Linked DNA regions of Mus musculus: all the other regions are linked to region 4. Evidence: chromatin contacts called from public Hi-C and promoter capture Hi-C data. All regions are on one chromosome and are shown on one strand. Each heading gives the region's core, a stretch centred on a gene start, on an enhancer-like site or on the middle of the called end of the contact. The rest is flanking DNA. Distances are from core to core; before and after follow the strand shown. Region 1 holds the start of Adarb1 (adenosine deaminase, RNA-specific, B1). Region 2 holds the start of Slc19a1 (solute carrier family 19 (folate transporter), member 1). Region 3 overlaps Col18a1 (collagen, type XVIII, alpha 1). Region 4 holds the start of Pofut2 (protein O-fucosyltransferase 2).

Region 1 (2,700 bases), core at 153-2,652, 160 kb after region 4:
ACACCACACAGTGATTTTCCTCTTGCCTATGTGTGCGCGTCAAAATTCACCTCCAACCCCTAATGTCCCAGATGGCTCCCACAAACAGCAGACGCGCTGGGTACTCGCGCTGGGTACTCGGAACTTCGTCTCCCAGGCGCTCGGCGCCCATGTGGGCTCTGAGCCCTCGGAAGGGGCATGGACCACCAAAAAAGCAGCCTGCCTCACCTAGGTTACGGTGTCCACCCCGTGGGAGCGCAGTGTCTCCTTTGCAGGACACAAGATGCTCTCACTGGGCGTAGCTTTCCCTCTGTGGGATATAGGGTTAGGGTCTCCCTCCTCGGAGTTCAGAGTATACTCTGCAGGGCACAGGGTTCCCTCCCTGTGCCCTTCCTCTGGGCGCCGTCTCGCCTCTGCGGAGCACATGGTCCCTTCTGCAGGGCACAAAGTCCCCATCCCCTGGTGCAGCTTCCTCTCCTCAGAGCACAGGGTTCCCACCCCCCAGCCTGAGCTTAGCCTCCCTTCTGCTAGGCACTGGTCCCTTCTGCAGAATACAGAGCTCAACCTTTCCTCTACCAAGCACATGGTCCCTTCTGCAGGGCACAGGGTCCCCATCCCCGGACACAGATTCAGAGTGACACAGGGTGTCTCTTCTCAGGGCGCAGCTTTCCTTTTGCAGGGCACAGGTCCCCTCTCTAGGATACAGGGTCCCCATCCCCGGACGCAGCTTTCCTTCTGCAGGGCACAAGGTCCCCCTCCCGGTGTGCAGTGTCCCCTGTGCTGGGTAAAGGTCCCTTCCCGGGGTACAGGGTCCCCTCCCCGGAGCACAGGTCCCCTCCGCCCGGTACACCATTCCCCTCCCCGGGCGCAGTCTCCTCTCTGATGGGCACAGGTCCCCTCCCTGGAGTACAGGGTCCTCTCCGCGGGCACAACCTCCTGTCCGAGAGGCGCACGGTCGGCTCGCCGCGGCGCAGCGCATCCCACGCGGACGCGGCGCCTCCAGGAGCGGACGAGCCGTCCTGGGCGCAGCCTCCTCCTGCAGCGCAGCGCATCCAAGAGGACCGCGGCCCGCCCTCCGCGCGCCGCCCGGGATGCGCCAGGGACCCCGCAGCTCGCCGCGGGCCCGGGCCCCGCACCATAGGGTCTGGGGTCGGTGGTCAGGTCCGCGGCCGCCGGCGCTGCGCGGCCTCAGCCACCTGCCCCGCGCTTACATAAACGCGGCCGCCCGCGTCCCCGCCGCCTTACCTCCGCTCACGCTGCGCCCGCGGGCTGCCGGCGTCTGGCTCTGGGCGCTGCGGCGGCCTCGGCTAGCCCCGCGGCCCCAGCTAGGAGCCCCTCGCCGCCGCCTCAGCCTCAGCCACCTCAGCCTCAGCCGCTGCCTCAGCCTCTGCCTCTAGCCTCGGCGCCGGCGGCTCCGCCCCCTCGGCTCGCCCCGCCCCAGCCGCCGCAGCCGCGCGCGCGTGCTCGCTTGCAGGGGTGGAGCCAGCGCTCCACGCTGACGTGCGCGCCTCCTGCCCGGAGCCGACGTCCGGACTCGCTCGCGGCGGCGGGAACTGCGAGGGTTAGCGGTTAGAACCAAAACAGGTCGTGCGTCGCTAGGGAGACTCGAAGCGGAAGGGAGCCTCCGACACGCACCGAGAAGATCGACGGGGGCGGGGTTCTCGAACTCGCGGGCAGGAGCCTCGGATGGGACCTAAGGGGACAGGTGGGACCAAGGATCCTAGAGATCCTGTGGGATCTGGGAATGGGGCAGGGAAAATCAGAGCGAAGCCACTGAAGTGCGACTGTGACCGCCGCTTGAAGACCTACTACACCCCGTACGTGGTACCCTGGCATCCCGCAAGAATCGTCCCTGGGCCTTCGTCCAGTTTTGAGAGCTGGCCCTGGCCACTGACACCCACCTCCGTAGACCTTGAAAATAAGTAGGGAGAGGAGCAGGGACATGATTTTGTGAAGCAGGGTGTCTACTGGTGGTCACTAGAAATGATGGCCGGTTTTTAACCTAGACCCCAGGGTCAAGTTCAGGCTCTGCCACCTCTTAGGCATACCAGATGTGTCTTGTGCTTGCATTGTCTGTTTCCACGTTTGTTTAAAAAGAAAAAGGTCTAGTAAAAGACAAGTGCAGGTAGGTAAAGTACTGTGTCGAGCATCCAAGATGTGGTCAACAACTTGTGTGGTTCCTCGCCAGATTGTCTTAACCTGGGGTGCTATGCCCAGAACGGGGCCTGGAGAGGTCCAGAATCGGAAGCATGAACTGACCACAGGAGTAGTGTTGTAGCCGGTCCACATCTGCTTCCATCACAAAAACATGTCCTTTGGACCAGCTAGCCACTCAATGAATTCTTCAGCCTGCCTAAAAGGTGGGCACCAGGCAGTGCCTACGGGTGCACTTGTTGGCAAGTAAGTAGAGATCATCACTCTTGGAACACCTACCAGGATGTCAAGCTTCACATACAAGTATGTGCACAAGGACAAATGTGTCTGTTTCTAGGTATCACACTACCCCAGAACTTAGTAACTTAAAGTCATGGTTTGTAAGTCTGATGAATAGCAGCTTTTATGCAGTGTTCAGCTGGTTTGGTTCATCTCTGCTTCATAGATGACCTCACTCCCTTATGTCATGTGTTACCTACTGTTAGTAAGCTAGCTCTCGTTGCTTCTCATAATGGCTGTGGTTTGGCCACAAGAGAGCAAGTTCCAGCCTTTTCATCCCCTGTGCAC
Region 2 (2,700 bases), core at 136-2,635, 230 kb before region 4:
AAACGTGCCATGAGGCCCGCCATTGCTTTCCACATCTCTGGCCAGAGAAGCACTCTAGCTTCCTGATTCCCTTGTATAGCAACTAGGTGGCCAGCACCTTTGCATGTACCAAGAAGGCCCAAGTCCAGAGGGGTGTGGCCCCCATGGGCTGGGGAGGAGCCGTGCTGGTGTGGAGACTGGGTTCTCACACCTGGGACCCCATTCGTATAGATGACCATACCTATAGTCTAACCTCCCGGCACCCCACCACCTTGGGAATCTATTAAACCAGAGTTGCTGGTCGGCCATTCCTCTTTGGACCCATGCCCCTCTCCATTCGTTCTACTTTGCTGCCCTCGCAAGTACTCCGCCAAAACCCATCAGGAGGAAAGAGGCTGGTTTCAGGGAGCCCCGCCCTCTCCCAACCCACCTCAGGCTGCTAGCAGCCTCCACCTGCTGAGCATCAGCTGAACATCCCTGCTGGGGTGAGAGTTTGAAAGATTGGGGGATTGGTGGTGAAGGAGGGTGGGGTGGGGCCTAAAACGCTTAGGCCAGACTTCTGTCCCTGTTAACAGTCAAGTAGGTTGATACAAGGTGAGTAAGGTTTTGTGTGTGTGTGTGTGTGTGTGTGTGTGTGTGTGTGTGTGTGTAGGGGGTCTCCATGCATAGCTCAGCGCAATCCGTCGGTGCCCTTGGAACCTAAAGACGCTGATACCCAAACGAAGGGCGTGCACAGCTGGTGCAGTCTATATCTAGCGGTCAATGCCTTGGTGCCTGGAATGCTTTAGCAGGTGGTCGCGGGGCGCTCGTCTCAAGAGGAGCCGGACAGAGCCAGCGCAGACTTCTGCAGGCCAGCAGGGGTCAGGGGCGGACCCGGGGAGGGGCCTTGCTTGGTCTTAGGCCGGGCGGTCACCTCTGTGCTCGATCAGATCAAGCAATCTGCTGTGAGCTGAGACCCGGTCAAGCGCTGGACGGGTAGGGGGCTCGTAAAGGGGCTCAGGCGGGCTGCGGGGCCCAGGGGTTGGGTGAAGAGGAGACGGGATGGAAGGGGGCGGGGAAGAAGGGACTTATTGGAGAGGCGGACAGAGAGGGTCGGCTTGAGGAGGAAGCACAGGAGCCCGAACACTGGGCGAGCGTACTGAAGGGGGCCTGGAGTCTAGAGATGTAGGTTCTTAGGGCACAGGCTAGCAGACGCGCCACCGGTCGTCCGCTCCTCAGGGAACCACAAGACCCACCCGGTAGTAAATCTCCAAGTGTAGAGGGCGCGTGCATGAACCCCCTGTGGAAGTAGCTGCGGGTGTAGCCAGGTGTTTGCCCCGCCTCCTGGAAGTTCTGCGGCTGCGCCTCCTGTCTACCACGCTGGCCACTCCTTCGGGGCGTGGTCAGTCAGGTAACCACGCCTCTCCATGCGGCCCTTGAGCCTACGCGCGGGTTTTTGGGTGTTGTAGTCTGCGTGTGCGCGTTGAATCAGCCACAGGCCTGTGGGACGCAGAGCTAGGAATCCATTCTATGCGTGCCTGGGGAGCCACGGGGTAGTGCAAGGTACGGTTCTGTTCCTTCCGGTGTCCTGAAGACGAAAGCGGGCTGAATTCTCCACTACAGAGGACCGCGGAGTCCTTGGCGCGACTACAAAGCTCCAGGCAGGGTTTGTAGCGTGCGGAAGGCGCATGCGGGGTCTGCTGGGTGGAAGACAAGCAGAAGTCTTTGGGATGCATAGGGGCAGTAGGATAGGTGTGGGACACGGGCTAGTATCTGTGGGGTGTCAGGGTCCTTCTGTGAATACAGAGTATAGGTGAGGACCTCAGCGTTACGAGCCTCGGGGCAAGAGTCTGAGTGCTGGCCCGCATCCTGGGCTCATGGTTGCAGAACCGTCGGGAGGATAAATCCCCAGGCTGCCTAGTGGGACCTTTGAGCGCCATTTCTCTCCTTGTCATTCCTCTGGAACGGAGTTCTTTTGCTTTCAAAGTATCTTCCTCAGGTCAGGAATCACCACGTGCGCCTGCCCCAGCGACTTTAGAGCACGTGTTGCCTGCAAGGAAACCCCACTGCCCACGCCCTGGACGTGGCGCGCCTCCAAGGCTCATTGTTTAGCTCAGAGGTTGTAGGCACCCTGACAACTGTTAACAACTTCCCTTTGGAACAGGTGGAATCTGCAGCTTGTACAGGCTGCCTGTAGTAGCCAGTCTTTTCTGTACTTCCAGCATCTCTGTGACAGGGATACTAGACTTGGCTAATAGCCTAGGAATAAACCATATTGACGTGACTCCTCACCCGGTGAGTGTTCCCATCCTAACTTCCCTGTCTTCACGATGTTGGTCGGAACCTCAGGGGGCTAGAAGATGTTTGTGGGCCTTCTCTCAGTGGAGAGGATAGACTAAATCCTTAGACTTGCTTGCCTGACTGTTAAGAAGTAGCCTCCTCCCAGTGAGACTCAAGGACTCCGGGAGCTGCTCAGATGGACTCAGCAGGGCACAGAGCCTCTGACTTTGCAGAGCCTGACACATTCTCCGGGCTAGGGAGCCGGATGTGTGCCTTCCAACAAGGCACTGGGGCTGAGGAAAGAGATTGATTCTGGGCATTTGAGCCAGTGGCAAAGATACAGTCAACACTCAGCCACCACAATGGGAGAAGGGCATTGGCGTTTGTTTTCCCCCCTTCCTTAATTAAAAGGAACCTTCCTGTTTCAAGATAAAAAGAAAGTGGGCCTTGGAAAGAAGTTTG
Region 3 (2,700 bases), core at 87-2,586, 140 kb before region 4:
GTGTTGAATACACAGTATTCACTGGGTGGATGGATTCACAGCTCAGAGTCTAAGCTTTGGACCCCATCTGGAGTCTTGTACTACATATACATATGCACATGCATACACATTCATGGACACACACATGTCTACTCCATACTCAAACACACACACACACACACACACACACACACACACGCACACACGCACGCACGCACGCACGCACGCACGCACGCACACACGCGGTCACAGAAACACTTGCACTATCAGGGAACACTAAGGTCCTGGTCTACTAAAGGCCACCATCTCTGTCTCTCCCAGCCCTGTGTAAGGGGTCCCATCAGCTCTTCAGTCTGGCATCACTCTGTGTGCCCACAAGCAGCAACAGTCAGGATTTCAGATAAGAGGGAAAATAGAAGCCGGGGAGCCAGGAACAGCACCAACCCATTTCCCTGCCACTGCCTGATCAAGGATAACCTCAGACCCTTTGGAGACAGAGAGTATGTTGTCACACAGGATCTGTAGAGGAAGCATGGAGATTGCTTGGTCCAGAAGATGTCAGCCGCCAAGCTGGGGAGAGAACCCAAGGTAAAGAGAAAGAGATCCCTGCACCCACAGGAAGGTGGAGAGGGGACACTGTCTACACCTTAGATTCTAAGAGCTAAGGACTAGGTGAGATGGAAGAGAGTCCCAGGATACAGTTCCTACCCATCTGACTCAGGTTCAGTACCTGGTAGGTGCCCGCTGAGTGCTGAACAGGAGGGTTGGGGTGGGAGGATTGTGGCCCTGGAGCAAACATCTAAGTTTTCAAGGAACTCATAATCACAAGCTGGGCTCAGTCACACTGTCACACAGGCAGCTACTGAAAGACTACACCTCCCATGGTCTAGACCACCCCCACCCCCCAGCTCCTAGAGAACAGGAGCGATTCAGAGACAGGTCAGAGACAGGGACCAGCACAGGGCATCCCCCAGGAAGCAGGCATCCGCCATGATCCTGACTCCCAGCCCCCACCTGCAGCTTCCCTTCTCTTTGGCAGTTGTGAGAACAGCTTTCCTAGAAGTCAGTGTCCACTGGCAACCTGTGATTTGAGGACATTCATGCCTGAGGCTTTCTTCAACTGCACCTGAGTCTGACCTTGGGCTGGCTCTCCTGCTCTGTTGTCCTTATGACCTTGTGAGGAAGCAAGTCACCAGTGCCTGCCTTGTTCAGAGTGGCCCTTGTAATCTGGCAGATCTAACCCTCTGGAAGCCAAAGCTCCTGTTGGCAGGGTTCCCATAGTGCAGAACCTGGAAGGCAAGCCATTCCACAGGGACTTTGGTAACACACCTATACTGACCTCTACAGAGCTGTGCACTGCCCAGCTTACCCATGAGTTGCCTGAGTAGCCAGTATAACCCAGAGGGCCCCTGAGGTCCCTTGAGAACAAGGACTCAAGGACTGGCACAAGCCATACCTACAACGGCCAACAATCAATAACATCCTCTCTTAGCCCTCAGTGACTAGAGTCACATATGGCTCTCCTGCTGACGCCAGCCAGCAGGGATAGAGACTTGGTCAGGACAGGCATCAGCAGAACACCGGGGAGCAGGGGCCCAGAAGCCCCTGAGAGGACAAATGAGTTTATCTCAGTTTCAGAATCAAAGTACCAAGACAGGAGCCACGCCGTCCCTCACCCTCGTCTGCCAAGGTCCTTGGGTGTGCCACAGCAAGTTCTTGCCATGCAAGAAACTACTCCCTCCGCACCATCAATCCCAGTCCAGCAATGACAGGGACACAAAGATTCTCAGGACTCAGAGAGTTAGCAAATCAGGACCCTTTATAAAGGCAGCATTTCAGCTATGTTTCAATCTGGCAAACTCCTTCTAGGCACCAGACTATCCCGGCTACCTGGTTACTTCCACCCTCCTCGGGTGCCCTAGGGCATCCCCGTGGCTCAGCCAAGCACAGGCCTCTAAACTCCCGAAGACACCAATCTTCTGCAGACCAGGGTCACTTTGGCTTGGGCACTATAACCTCCTCCCATCACCATGGGGACAAGGGGCAAGCACTCATCTGAAAGGAGTCTTTAGCTCCTCATGTACCGTTCCTCCCAGCACTGGTTCCTTCCAAAAGTCCCACCCTCTCACATCAGTGGCAAGACGCACCCCTGCCCCAAGCTAGGGTTTGTTCTGTCTTGTTGGCCCGTCTGGTCTGGTTTAGATTCCTGAATAATGCAGTCTTCTATTTTCATTAAAAACTCCAAGACACCCACATGCGAGCAGGAACGGGCTCTTAGCAGTGTGAGTTGTTGAGACAGATGAGGCTCAGTGAGCCGCGGGATGGCTCTGGTAGACGGCTGGACGCTCAAGGGTCAAAAGTACTTCCACCGGGGCTGGAGAGATGGCTCAGTGGTTAAGAGCACCGGCTGCTCTTCCAGAAGTCCTAAGTTCAATTCCTAGCAACCACACACATGGTGGCTCACAATCATCTCTAATGGGCTTCCGATGCCGTCTTCTGCTGTGTCTGAAGACAGTGACAGCATACCCACATATATGAAATAAATATGCCCCAAGCAAATGGGGCCGGAGCAAGCGAGTGATGTGGTCGTGGTAGGGAGTACGCCACCAATTCCAGGTGTCACATTTTGTTCCGAAGCTACCCTTGAGACGTGGTATCTCTGGCTTTCCTACATCCCCATTTGCCTCTCAGAGCTCACCACTGCCTGTCCCAAAGCTGAGT
Region 4 (2,700 bases), core at 57-2,556:
GGTAATTAAAAAAATTTATTAATTAAATGTAAGTATACTGTAGCTGTCTTCAGACACCCCCAGAAGAGGGCATCAGATCTCATTACAGATGGTTTTGAGCCACCATGTGGTTGCTGGGATTTGAACTTGGGACCTCCGGAAGAATAGTCAGTGCTCTTAACTGCTGAGCTATCTCTCCAGCCCCTGTTAGGGTAATTATTATAATCTGGGTGCTTTCTCCCAGGCTCTGTCTTTTCTTTTTCCTACCCCTGCCTTTCAAAGACTAGGTTTTGGGGCTGGAGACGTGGCTCAGTAGCTAAGAGCAATGACTGCTCTTCCAGAGGTCCTGAATTCAATTCCCAGCAACCATATGGAGTCTCACAACCATCTGTAATGGGATCTGATGCCCTCTTCTGGTGTGTCTGAGGACAGCCACAATGTACTCATATACATAAAATAAATCTTAAAAAAAAAAGACAAAGACTAGGTTTTACTTTTTGATGAAGCTCAACTATCTCTTTAATGCTATGCTTTCTGGCCACCTGTGACTCTCTTGTTTTTATCAGATATCCGACTGTTACAGCATACAGTAGTAGCGTGCAGAGTATGTGGCTGTCTGCTTCGGAATCTGTATGTAATACTAACTCCATCAGTTAACACCACTTCAATGGGGTCTGTACAAACACTTGGTTCTAGACACTTCCACTGCGATGCAACTTTTAAAAAAGAAAAAAAAAAAGCCACAGTCACTCACAAGTATTTTCAGGAAAGCTCAGAGCTCCGTGGGGCACCTGGTCCTCTGACTCCTAAGCTGCTCGCTGCTCCAGCGCTAGAGCCCTACACGGAACGGAGAGCACCTTCAGGTCCTGCATCCATCCCCACTCCTGGAGGCCAGTGCTCTGTCCTCTGGCTCTGTCCTGCAGGACCAGACCTGCGGCCAGCTCCGCCCACATCCCGGGACCGTACAACACCCGGCAACAGGAATGCCTGGCGTCGTGATGCTCAGCAAGTCCCGGATGAGACCAAGCGAATTCTCTCTGCCCTCGGGACAAATAGCGCACCTCGCAAAGCCGACGACTCTAAGACTCAACCGAGCCAGGCCACCGCAGCGCCCTCAGCTGAAAGTACAACCAGGAGAGCTTGGGAAGGGCGTGACTGCGCTGAGGACACGCCCATTCCCCAGGACCCACCCCTGGTCACGCCCACATACTCCTACTCAGACGAAGAGAGGCGCGTGCGCACCGTGGGTCTGGCCGCGTTGCCGTAGCTACTGGAGACGCGCTCCGTGGGGCGGACAGGCGCACTTCCGGACCGGGGCGCGGCAGCCGGAAGTGCGTGGCCGCCGGGGCCATGGCGGCGCTCAGCGTCGTCTGCCTGCTGCTGGCAGCGGCATCCTGGCGGCCGGTCTCGGCTTCAGGAGAAGAATTCTGGCCTGGCCAGTCGGCGGCGGACATCCTGTCGGGGGCGGCATCCCGCAGACGGTAAGCGCGTCCACGCCGGCCGGGCGGAGCGAGGCATCTGGGACAGGGTCAGCAGCGGGCTGGGGGCAGCGGGACCGGGGCTGCGCACGCAGGCTGCAGGAGCGAAGGCTGCGTGGCGAAGGTCGCCCTGGCCTTGGGCTGAGCTGGCCGTCTACTCCCGAGAGATCGCTACCAGAAGGTCCGGGAGCGTAGGTGGAGCCCGGCTCTGGCCACCTCAGGCACGCTGTCCCGAGGCCGATCTTAAGTTCCAGCGAGACAGAAGTTCGTGTGGGCTGTCGTGGAGATGGCGCTTCTTCCGCGGCCGCTCTTCCCCAAACTGGAGGGAGGGTAAACCAGGGGTCTGGTGCCGACAAACCCAGTGATGACGGGACTGAAGCCTGCCCGCGATTCCGTAGAAAGGAATCTTGCTTTGGCGAAGCCTTAAATAAAGTTTTAGAACCGTTTTCACGGAGGGAGATTCTTCGTCACTTTGACTTTCTCAGATGTCATTAGTGTACTGTGGAGTTTTTCCACCGGCCAGCCAACCGGACCTGTAATATCACAGTGAGGCTTAATCAGAATATTATCATCCTATCCTTTTCACTGTTTTTATTTTGAAAATGCATATTTTTCATTTAAAATAATCTTTGTTAATATAACGAGACTGTTGTTATTTTTCAGTGAATGGATGAATACTTCTAGCTTTAGCTTCCAACACAGGAACTGTCAGTAGATTTAATTTATAAACCAGATTTGTCCAACCTGTGCCCATTGACCACATACATCTCAGAATAGCGATGAATTATTGATGACAGACAGCGTCATGCCTCATTGTCAAAGGTTTGGCCCCCCCTGAGTAAACAACTGGCCTTTGGGCATCTCATTAATTTTGTTCAGACTGTGAAGGAGTCAAGGAGTCTTTGGATGAGACACTGTGGGAATGGCTGTGAAACCGATTCTCAGGCTCAGCCGCTGAGGTTCCGTTTACATTCTGATTTGTCAGAGAGTGTGAATCTGCTGTTGGCACTTATGAGCTCTGCTGGTCATTGTATAGTCACTGCCCTCTCTGTAAGCCGGGTGTGGGTGCCCCATGAAGATTCCCCACAGTTCACACACGGCCTATGTCTTGCTCCCTTCTCAGGTACCTCCTGTATGATGTCAACCCCCCAGAAGGCTTCAATCTCCGCAGGGATGTCTATATCCGGGTGGCATCCTTGCTGAAGACGCTGTTGAAGACTGAAGAGTGGGTGCTAGTCCTGCC

What was found. Promoter capture Hi-C pulls out the DNA fragments that hold promoters and counts their contacts. A called contact is a pair of places that touch in the nucleus more often than the background predicts. Capture Hi-C pulls out chosen DNA fragments and counts their contacts.
Region 1: a contact with region 4 is called in a promoter capture Hi-C map of adipose tissue. The contact joins the promoter of Adarb1 here to the promoter of Pofut2 in region 4. A contact is called at or near these places in 14 of 39 promoter capture datasets (the 3T3-L1 cell line, 3T3-L1-derived adipocytes, the C10 cell line and 8 more), 1 of 15 datasets of contacts at CTCF or cohesin (the NIH/3T3 cell line), 6 of 484 Hi-C or Micro-C datasets (B cells, CD4 T cells, embryonic stem cells and 2 more), 3 of 115 datasets of contacts at active chromatin or transcription factors (cardiomyocytes, embryonic stem cells and memory CD8 T cells) and 3 of 9 other capture datasets (adipose tissue, liver and pancreatic islet).
Region 2: a contact with region 4 is called in a promoter capture Hi-C map of liver. The contact joins the promoter of Slc19a1 here to the promoter of Pofut2 in region 4. A contact is called at or near these places in 20 of 39 promoter capture datasets (the 3T3-L1 cell line, the C10 cell line, the SN4741 cell line and 12 more), 23 of 484 Hi-C or Micro-C datasets (B cells, CD4 T cells, CD8 T cells and 13 more), 13 of 115 datasets of contacts at active chromatin or transcription factors (double positive thymocytes, embryonic forebrain, embryonic stem cells and 5 more) and 3 of 9 other capture datasets (adipose tissue, embryonic stem cells and liver).
Region 3: a contact with region 4 is called in a Hi-C map of liver, with 13 times the contacts expected there. The contact joins the enhancer-like site here to the promoter of Pofut2 in region 4. A contact is called at or near these places in 21 of 39 promoter capture datasets (3T3-L1-derived adipocytes, the C10 cell line, the HPC-7 cell line and 15 more), 5 of 15 datasets of contacts at CTCF or cohesin (CD8 T cells, the NIH/3T3 cell line, embryonic stem cells and 1 more), 48 of 484 Hi-C or Micro-C datasets (8-cell embryo, the G1E-ER4 cell line, LSK cells and 27 more), 29 of 115 datasets of contacts at active chromatin or transcription factors (the HPC-7 cell line, acute myeloid leukemia, bone marrow-derived macrophages and 19 more) and 3 of 9 other capture datasets (adipose tissue, liver and pancreatic islet).

Annotation. Positions count from the first base shown.
Region 1 is chr10:77,416,871-77,419,570 of GRCm38.p6, forward strand. It overlaps Adarb1 (adenosine deaminase, RNA-specific, B1), which reads right to left and starts at 1,403. Exons shown (of 11, transcript NM_001024837.2): 1 at 1,225-1,403. It overlaps Gm17769 (predicted gene, 17769), which reads left to right and starts at 1,506. Exons shown (of 1, transcript NR_027377.1): 1 at 1,506-2,700.
Region 2 is chr10:77,031,827-77,034,526 of GRCm38.p6, forward strand. Slc19a1 (solute carrier family 19 (folate transporter), member 1) reads left to right here and starts at 1,386. Exons shown (of 6, transcript NM_031196.3): 1 at 1,386-1,521.
Region 3 is chr10:77,117,310-77,120,009 of GRCm38.p6, forward strand. All of the region lies in intron 2 of Col18a1 (collagen, type XVIII, alpha 1), which reads right to left. Among named protein-coding and RNA genes, the nearest start is that of Col18a1, 48 kb to the right of the region's middle. Within about 2 kb of position 1,337, at least 22 of the 459 cell types and tissues checked have an H3K27ac peak or open chromatin away from gene starts, as enhancers often do. A contact at or near this core is called in 3T3-L1-derived adipocytes, the N1E-115 cell line, hepatocytes and 3 more, where this site is marked.
Region 4 is chr10:77,257,994-77,260,693 of GRCm38.p6, forward strand. Pofut2 (protein O-fucosyltransferase 2) reads left to right here and starts at 1,307. Exons shown (of 9, transcript NM_030262.3): 1 at 1,307-1,460; 2 at 2,581-2,700. The coding sequence starts at 1,330. It overlaps Gm10941 (predicted gene 10941), which reads right to left and starts at 1,230. Exons shown (of 2, transcript NR_026944.1): 1 at 734-1,230.